Linked DNA regions of Pan troglodytes: region 1 is linked to region 2. The links are chromatin contacts, called in public HiChIP or PLAC-seq maps. All regions are on one chromosome and are shown on one strand. Each heading gives the region's core, a stretch centred on a gene start, on an enhancer-like site or on the middle of the called end of the contact. The rest is flanking DNA. Distances are from core to core; before and after follow the strand shown. Region 1 holds the start of BCKDHB (branched chain keto acid dehydrogenase E1 subunit beta). Region 2 holds the start of ELOVL4 (ELOVL fatty acid elongase 4).

The links. HiChIP or PLAC-seq counts read pairs in DNA pulled down with a chosen protein or histone mark.
Region 1: a contact with region 2 is called in an H3K4me3 HiChIP or PLAC-seq map of stem cell-derived excitatory neurons, with 4 times the contacts expected there. The contact joins the promoter of BCKDHB here to the promoter of ELOVL4 in region 2. A contact is called at or near these places in 2 of 7 Hi-C or Micro-C datasets (a lymphoblastoid cell line and stem cell-derived neural progenitor cells) and 1 of 1 datasets of contacts at active chromatin or transcription factors (stem cell-derived excitatory neurons).

What each region holds. Positions count from the first base shown.
Region 1 is chr5:92,123,696-92,127,146 of NHGRI_mPanTro3-v2.0_pri, reverse strand. BCKDHB (branched chain keto acid dehydrogenase E1 subunit beta) reads right to left here and starts at 1,920. Exons shown (of 15, transcript XR_010158080.1): 1 at 1,646-1,920.
Region 2 is chr5:91,949,000-91,952,333 of NHGRI_mPanTro3-v2.0_pri, reverse strand. It overlaps ELOVL4 (ELOVL fatty acid elongase 4), which reads left to right and starts at 2,053. Exons shown (of 6, transcript XM_518601.7): 1 at 2,053-2,585. The coding sequence starts at 2,486.

The DNA of each region.
Region 1 (3,451 bases), core at 671-3,170, 170 kb before region 2:
CATGATAACATGATAGCATTTTACTTGGATTTTAGTAAGTTTACAACTATGGAAAGTTGGACTATTTCTCAAGTATTAGACCAAAATTTCTTTGCTTTGAAGACAGAATTTGCTTTGAAGACAGAATTGAGGGCTCATCTTGGTGGTGGAAAAAAAAAAAAAAACACCTACTATTAACCTTTATGGTACCTACTGTTTCACAATACTGGGACGCCCTCCAAGTAAATTATATCTACACGCATCTTAGTACATTGTTTAGAATGGAAGCTCTGGAATCTGATCAATTAGATTCCAAAGCTGGAGCTTTGGAGCTACCACTAACTTACCTGTGTAATCTTGGTCAAACTGTCTCAAGACTCCATTAACCTAACTGCAAAATGGGAATAAAATCTTTACTAACCTTTTAAGGTTGTCCTAACCCTCAAATGAGATGATGAAACATACACACAGCGCCTGACCCTGGTAAGAACTCAATAACTGTTCATTCTTATCCACAAGACACACTTCCAAAAATGTCAGCTCTAGCATGCACATGAGAAGTTATTAGACAAGGAAGCAATACATGTTTCCCTACAGTTTCCTGATATTCTGAAGAGAGACACTGGATCTGATATTCTGATGAGAGACATTACATGAAACTTGCAGAAATGGTAAAAATCATGCAACAGTCATACTATGAGGAGTTTGCTATATGCCCTTCCTATGGCTTCCTCCTCCCATCACCTTCACCTCCTTGGCTAAGTGGCAGCATAGCCCAGGACAAGCTCAGTACTAAGCTCAAGTAGAAAGTCTGAATTCTTTCACATCTCTAGGAAGGACCTGTTCTGTGACCTTGGGAAAATCAATTCAATTACTCAGAATTCTGTAGGTAAGAAGAAACCAAGGGACATATATATATATGCGCATATATATATATGCATATATATGCGCATATATATGCATATATATGCGCATAACTATATCCACACATATATATATGTGTGTGGATATATACACACACACACACATACACACACATATTTCTGTATGTAAGAAGAAACCAAGGGACTGAGTAACTGAATTGATTTTATATACATATATATTTTATATATAATATATATAATATACATATATAAATTTTATATATAATATATATAATATACATATATATTTTATATATAATATATATAATATACATATATATTTTTTATATATAATATATAATATACATTTAAAATATATATATATATAAAGATATATATATATCTTTTAAATGCCTCTACCTAAGCTAGTGGCCCAGTCCTGGGCAGGCTGGAACAACACCTAAGGCCTGGGTTGAGAAAGCAAGGACGGAGGACAGAGAAAAGGGAGGCGTTCCCTGGGCACCACCCCTCCACCCTCAGGCTCTTCCAGGTGGCAGTATGCCCTCTCACCCATCTCAAAGTTGCGGGGGAGGGGGGACTGCGTCTCGAGGGCCGAACAGTCACAAAAATAGAGCAAGAAGTGAACCACAGTTAGACCCTGGGGCAAGTAGGTTCCAGAGAGTCAGGAAGTTAATAAGCTGGGATGCAAGGATTGCAGCCTGCCGGCCCCTGCCCCTCGCGGGCGCCTGCGAGCCTGGGAGTCCGGGCTGCAGCGGGACCGAGTGGGCAGTCCCTGGGCTCACCGTACTCCCGGGGCTCCGGATCTGGCTGGAAAGTAAAATGAGCCACCTGCCGCCTCTGGGCCGCATCCTCGACAGTCGCGGCGGGGTGCAGAAAGCCCCGCGCCAGCCCCGCGCCAGGGAGCCGACGCCAGTGCCCCTCAGCCCCTGCCGCCCTGAGCCTGAGTAGCCAGCCGGCAGCCGCCGCTACAACCGCCATCCCCGCTCACCACCGGGATTCTCAGGCTATGCAGCCGCACGCCGCCTGCGGGGAGGGCGGAACACCCGAGGAGGCTTCCACATTGGTCGGGCCAGAGGGGCGGTCCCATGAAACGGACCAATCGGAACTGGAAATTTAGGGGCGGGGAAGGCGACGTGACGAGCTGGTCGGCTTCTGCTCCTTGTGCGCATGCGGAAGAGGGGAAGTGTGGGCTAGAGGTGGCGCCAATGAAATAGTTTCTGGGGTGGAGCCTCCCCGAGGTCGGCCATGCGGGCCTCGGGTGAGGACCCGAGTTTGCAAAGTTCCACACAGTGCCTGGAGGCGATCTTTTCCGGTGTCATTTACAGTGCCATTTCCAATGGTTTTTTTTTTTCATTTTAACATCCATACTTTTTTTTAAATGTAACCCTTTTTTATCCTGTCCTGTCTCTATTATTGTGTGAGAGGTGAAGAGAGCTACTGATTGGCATTGGTTATTGTTTTGACTTTCGAAAAACTGCTGTAGTCACTGCTCAAAGCTTTCACTCCTTATTCACACCCTCCTTAAAATGCTTAATAAGCATATAGAGATTTTTATTGATTTCGTTTTTCCACATTTAAATGAGAGATGAAAGAGGTAAACTTAGATTTCATCCTGCAAATCCACTGAATAGGAATTCAGATACATTTTGCCCAGAAGTAGCAAAAATTACCTGATTGGCTTAGTCTAAGTAGCTTAGAAACCTGGAGAATTTGAGTCACTAATTTTCATTTATAGTAATCAACTATGTAAATTTGTTTTAATCTAAGTGTTTACCAGGATACATTCTCTGTCCATGAATTTACTAAAAAAAAAAAAGCACATAAAACATGAAATATCATAAAATCAAATATGACAAGAGACAACAGAGACAGTGTGTCCATCAGATGAAAATGGGAGGGTGGGGAAGGATGGTCCCAAAACAGAATTTGAAGAAGAAAGTGGGAGTGGAGGAAAAGAACATTCCTCTTCCATTATGCCTTGCCTCTCAACCCATCTTTGGTTTTGCACAGGGGCAAGGGAGGAGAGGGTAGAAATGGGGCAAAAGGAGAGGCAGAGAAATGTGTTTTCTGACTGAGATTAAGAAACAGCAATTGAAAACTGCCAAAGGGAGAACCAGAATGATGTCTCCATTTTTCCTACCCCCACACTAAGTCCAAAAATTCAACATTGGGGAAATTTTTTACCTTGGCTTTTGTTAGTGTTCATTTCTGCTGTTTTAATAGTGTGGGGTAGAGTGTTTTGCATGTGCATGAAGGGTATTTTTGTTTTAATGAAGGAAGGGGTAACAAAATGAAATTACATTTACATAGTCAAATTTGGGTTTAAACTAAGGAGAGTAAAGAACAAGGATAAAAATGAATAGAGCTTTTTTTCTATTTGTTGATAGTTTAGGGAGCTGGGGGTACTGAGATTATTTAGGTAGGGGAGAAAAAGAGAAAAATAACAACTGATGAGAATTTTATTGAACCTCTGCTACGTACAACCCAATGACAAGCCACCATTGAGACAAATAAGATCAAGGCATAGTTTTACTTCTAAAATGTCCAAGGTGGTAGAGAAAAGAGACAGATTAGGCAACTACAATCCA
Region 2 (3,334 bases), core at 804-3,303:
TTAGGTTTTGTAGGTAACTGTATCCTATTTGCATTTGATCCACATGAAAGAACTCTGTTCTCAAAGTTTGCAGATGCTGTTGTTGCTTGTATTTGCTTTTACTCTGTTATGATGCTACCAAGATTTTGGTTAGATGGCTGTTATTCTAGGTGGCAGACATGCGGGTTTCCCTCCCTTTGCACAACTAAACAAGGTAGGCTTTGGTTCTGGGCCGTCACTGGTATTTACAAACCACTTATTCATGCCAGGTAATAGGGTTCCAGATTGGGTAAGTCTTATGTTCTGGTTCTTGGTATATGTTTAGACAGCTTATAAATGTAAATAAACATTCTACTCTTACAGGTGGAGTGTGGACACGGTGATATCCGTGTGACCGCCATTCCCAGCTGAAGGTTATCTCATCTATGATTTTCTTATACGTGACTGGCGCCCCCTAGTGAATTAGGGACTTAAGTTGACCTCCACGGTAGAAGAAATATCAGGGAAATACCTGAAGCTGTTTTAACAATTTCTCCTTGTATTAAGTATTATGCTGCAGTTTTGCGTGTGTGAATGGAAGTATGGGTAGAGATCTGTTCTCCCTAAAAAGTCCAGGATTCCACAATATAGAAATAGTATCAAATTTTTAGGTGAAGCTCGAACTAATCCGAACTTTGTTAGATCATCACTGTAAATGAATGGGTATTTATCCACTCCCTAAATGAAGAGACTTGACTGGATTTCTTTTTTTTATATAGCTACTAGAATCTGTTACACATAATTTAGGATTGAGACTTGAGAAATTGTCATTCCAATCCAGAAAACTTTAGATTTGCAAATATATTTGACAAATTAATAAATTAACATTTTATTTGGTTAATTTCAAGAATAGGGCATTTAAAGAAGTCTGTGTTTGCTTTAGTTCGGCAATAAAGTTCCTGCCAGTCACAATAATCCTTATTATTCTCTGAAAGACATGTTATATTTTTGTCATCATAAATATTTATTAATTACTGTTTATAGCACTGGGTTAGGTACTCATTAAGCAACCAAAAATAATTCTTACCATCTAGGATGCTTCCAATATAAAATATAGACAATATATAACCAGGTCAATTGGGAAATAGATCATTTCAGTATGATAAAAGATAGTATTCACATTAACAGTGTGAAAAGGCAGGAACAATAAGACACTTGACTCACTGGTCTTTAAAATGTAGCATCCAAAATGAGCAAGTGGAGAAAAGGTTAAACAAGTAGGTGACACATTTAAAAAACAAGTAGATGAAAAGGTTATTGGACTATTCTCAAAAATCTTGTTTTATGTGAGAAACCATCAAATTATGAATTCCAAGTACTGTATTTTTTTTACTTTTCAAGGGTAGGCTCTCCTATACCTTATCTAAACAATTTTTCAAAATAGCCACAATTACTTTGTTTTCCTCTCTACACTAAATTGCCCTTTGCCTCTTGAGCGATTATCTTTTTCAGATTCACCTCAACTTCTTCAGGTTCAAGCGGACTTCACTTGTAAGCCCCTCTCGGTTCTCCCTCTTCTCTGAACTACTAATGGCCTAATTTAGCACAATTATATTGCTTTGTTCATTCCATGTATAGTAAAAGAGTCTACAAAACACATGCAAGCATTCATGCAATTATATGTTGATTTGTTCATGGGTCGGCCCCAAAGTCTATTCTCCATCGCTGAAGCATGGAAGACAAATACCCTTCACTTCTTCAGAGGCATAACACATGCACTTCTCTTGTCATGGTGACAGGCATGTGCTGGTGGAGGTCAAAGAAACAGGAACACAAGTGAAATCGAGGTGAGTGTCAGGTAAGGACCAAAGCACCACGCCTACCTCATCTTTGCCCACAGAACACCCATTCTTCCCGTGTCCTGTTTCCCAGGACGTATCCGGGGCGGATAAGAAGTCACCCGTGGGGAGGCGGTGAACTCCTCCGCAGGGGCCGATGCCCGGGACAGGGGCGGGGAAGGCTAATGAGGCGACTTGTGCGGGGAGGGGCCAAGGAGGGGCCCAGGTGTCCCGCTCCCGCTCGAACGCGCGCGCCTGCGCGAGCCCAGTTCGCGTCGCACCCTTGAGCGCAGCATCCCTACGCCCGCGAGTCCCAATACTAGGGAGGGAGGGAGGAGGGGCGGCCGGCCCCCCGCCCCCGCGCGCGGCCACGTGACGCCGGCTGAGGAGATTGGAGGGGCGGCTGCGCGAGGCTGCAGACTGGTGCAGCGCACTGTGCTGGCGGCTGGGCCTCCTCCACCTCCTCGTCTTTCTCCCGGGAACCTTGACGACGCCTTCCGCTTGGCCCTGCCTTCTGCCGCATCCCCGCCGCCGCGGCGCCTTGAGGAGCAGGAGAAGACGCGGCCGGGCCGCCGCCGTTAGAGGGGTTCCCGGCCGCCGCTCGCCCCGTCGGCCGCCACCGCCTCCGGGGTCAGCCCTCTCTCTGGGTCTCCGCTTTCTCCTGCCGCCAGCGCCCGCTCATCGCCGCGATGGGGCTCCTGGACTCGGAGCCGGGTAGTGTCCTAAACGTAGTGTCCACGGCACTCAACGACACGGTAGAGTTCTACCGCTGGACCTGGTCCATCGCAGGTAAAGCCGCTGACTTCCCCATCCTCGCTCGGTCCCCCGCGGGGGGTCACCGGCCCCTGGTCTCGCAGCGCCCGGGCCCGGCCCCACAGGCCCCCGCGCCCTGCGGCTTTCGGATGCTGCGGATCAGCGGAGGGGCCGGCGCGGGCACTGCGGTTGAGCACTGGTTAATCTGATCCGAATGTTAAGGCCTCCCCTCCCCCGACACTCGCAGGGTTTTCCTCTGAGCTCCCTCCATCTCTCATCAGCTCTCGGATGCGGGAGCTGACATATCAGATGGAGCCTGTGCAGCCAGGAGCTCCTCGCAGGAGCCGCCCCACCCTGTGCTCCCACATCTCCCGAGCTCGCCTCACTCTTCCCCGTGCACAGGATTCCTTTTAACATTTAGTCCTATTTTGTATGGAGAGCGGGCTGGGGAGGAAGGAGGGCTTCAGGGGCAGCTGAAGGTACAGGAGGTTTCTTCAGCCTCCTGGTCGCTTTGACAGAACCCTGCTAATCTTTTCTTCTATCTAGCTCCTTCATCTATAGTATAATTTGGACTGAAAAGTAAAATAATATTGTTTGGCTCCTTGAACCTTGAAGAATGTTAGTTTCCGAGGCATTTTCAACAGCAAATATGTTTGAAGTGATTGTCTATAATGGCTTTGCGCACTGCAGTGCAGTTAGGGGGAGGGGGAGGCCAAAACACCGGGGAAGAAATCAGTCTTTAGGAAGGGGGTCTCTACAGCAACACCTAGAGGTTGTCCCAGATG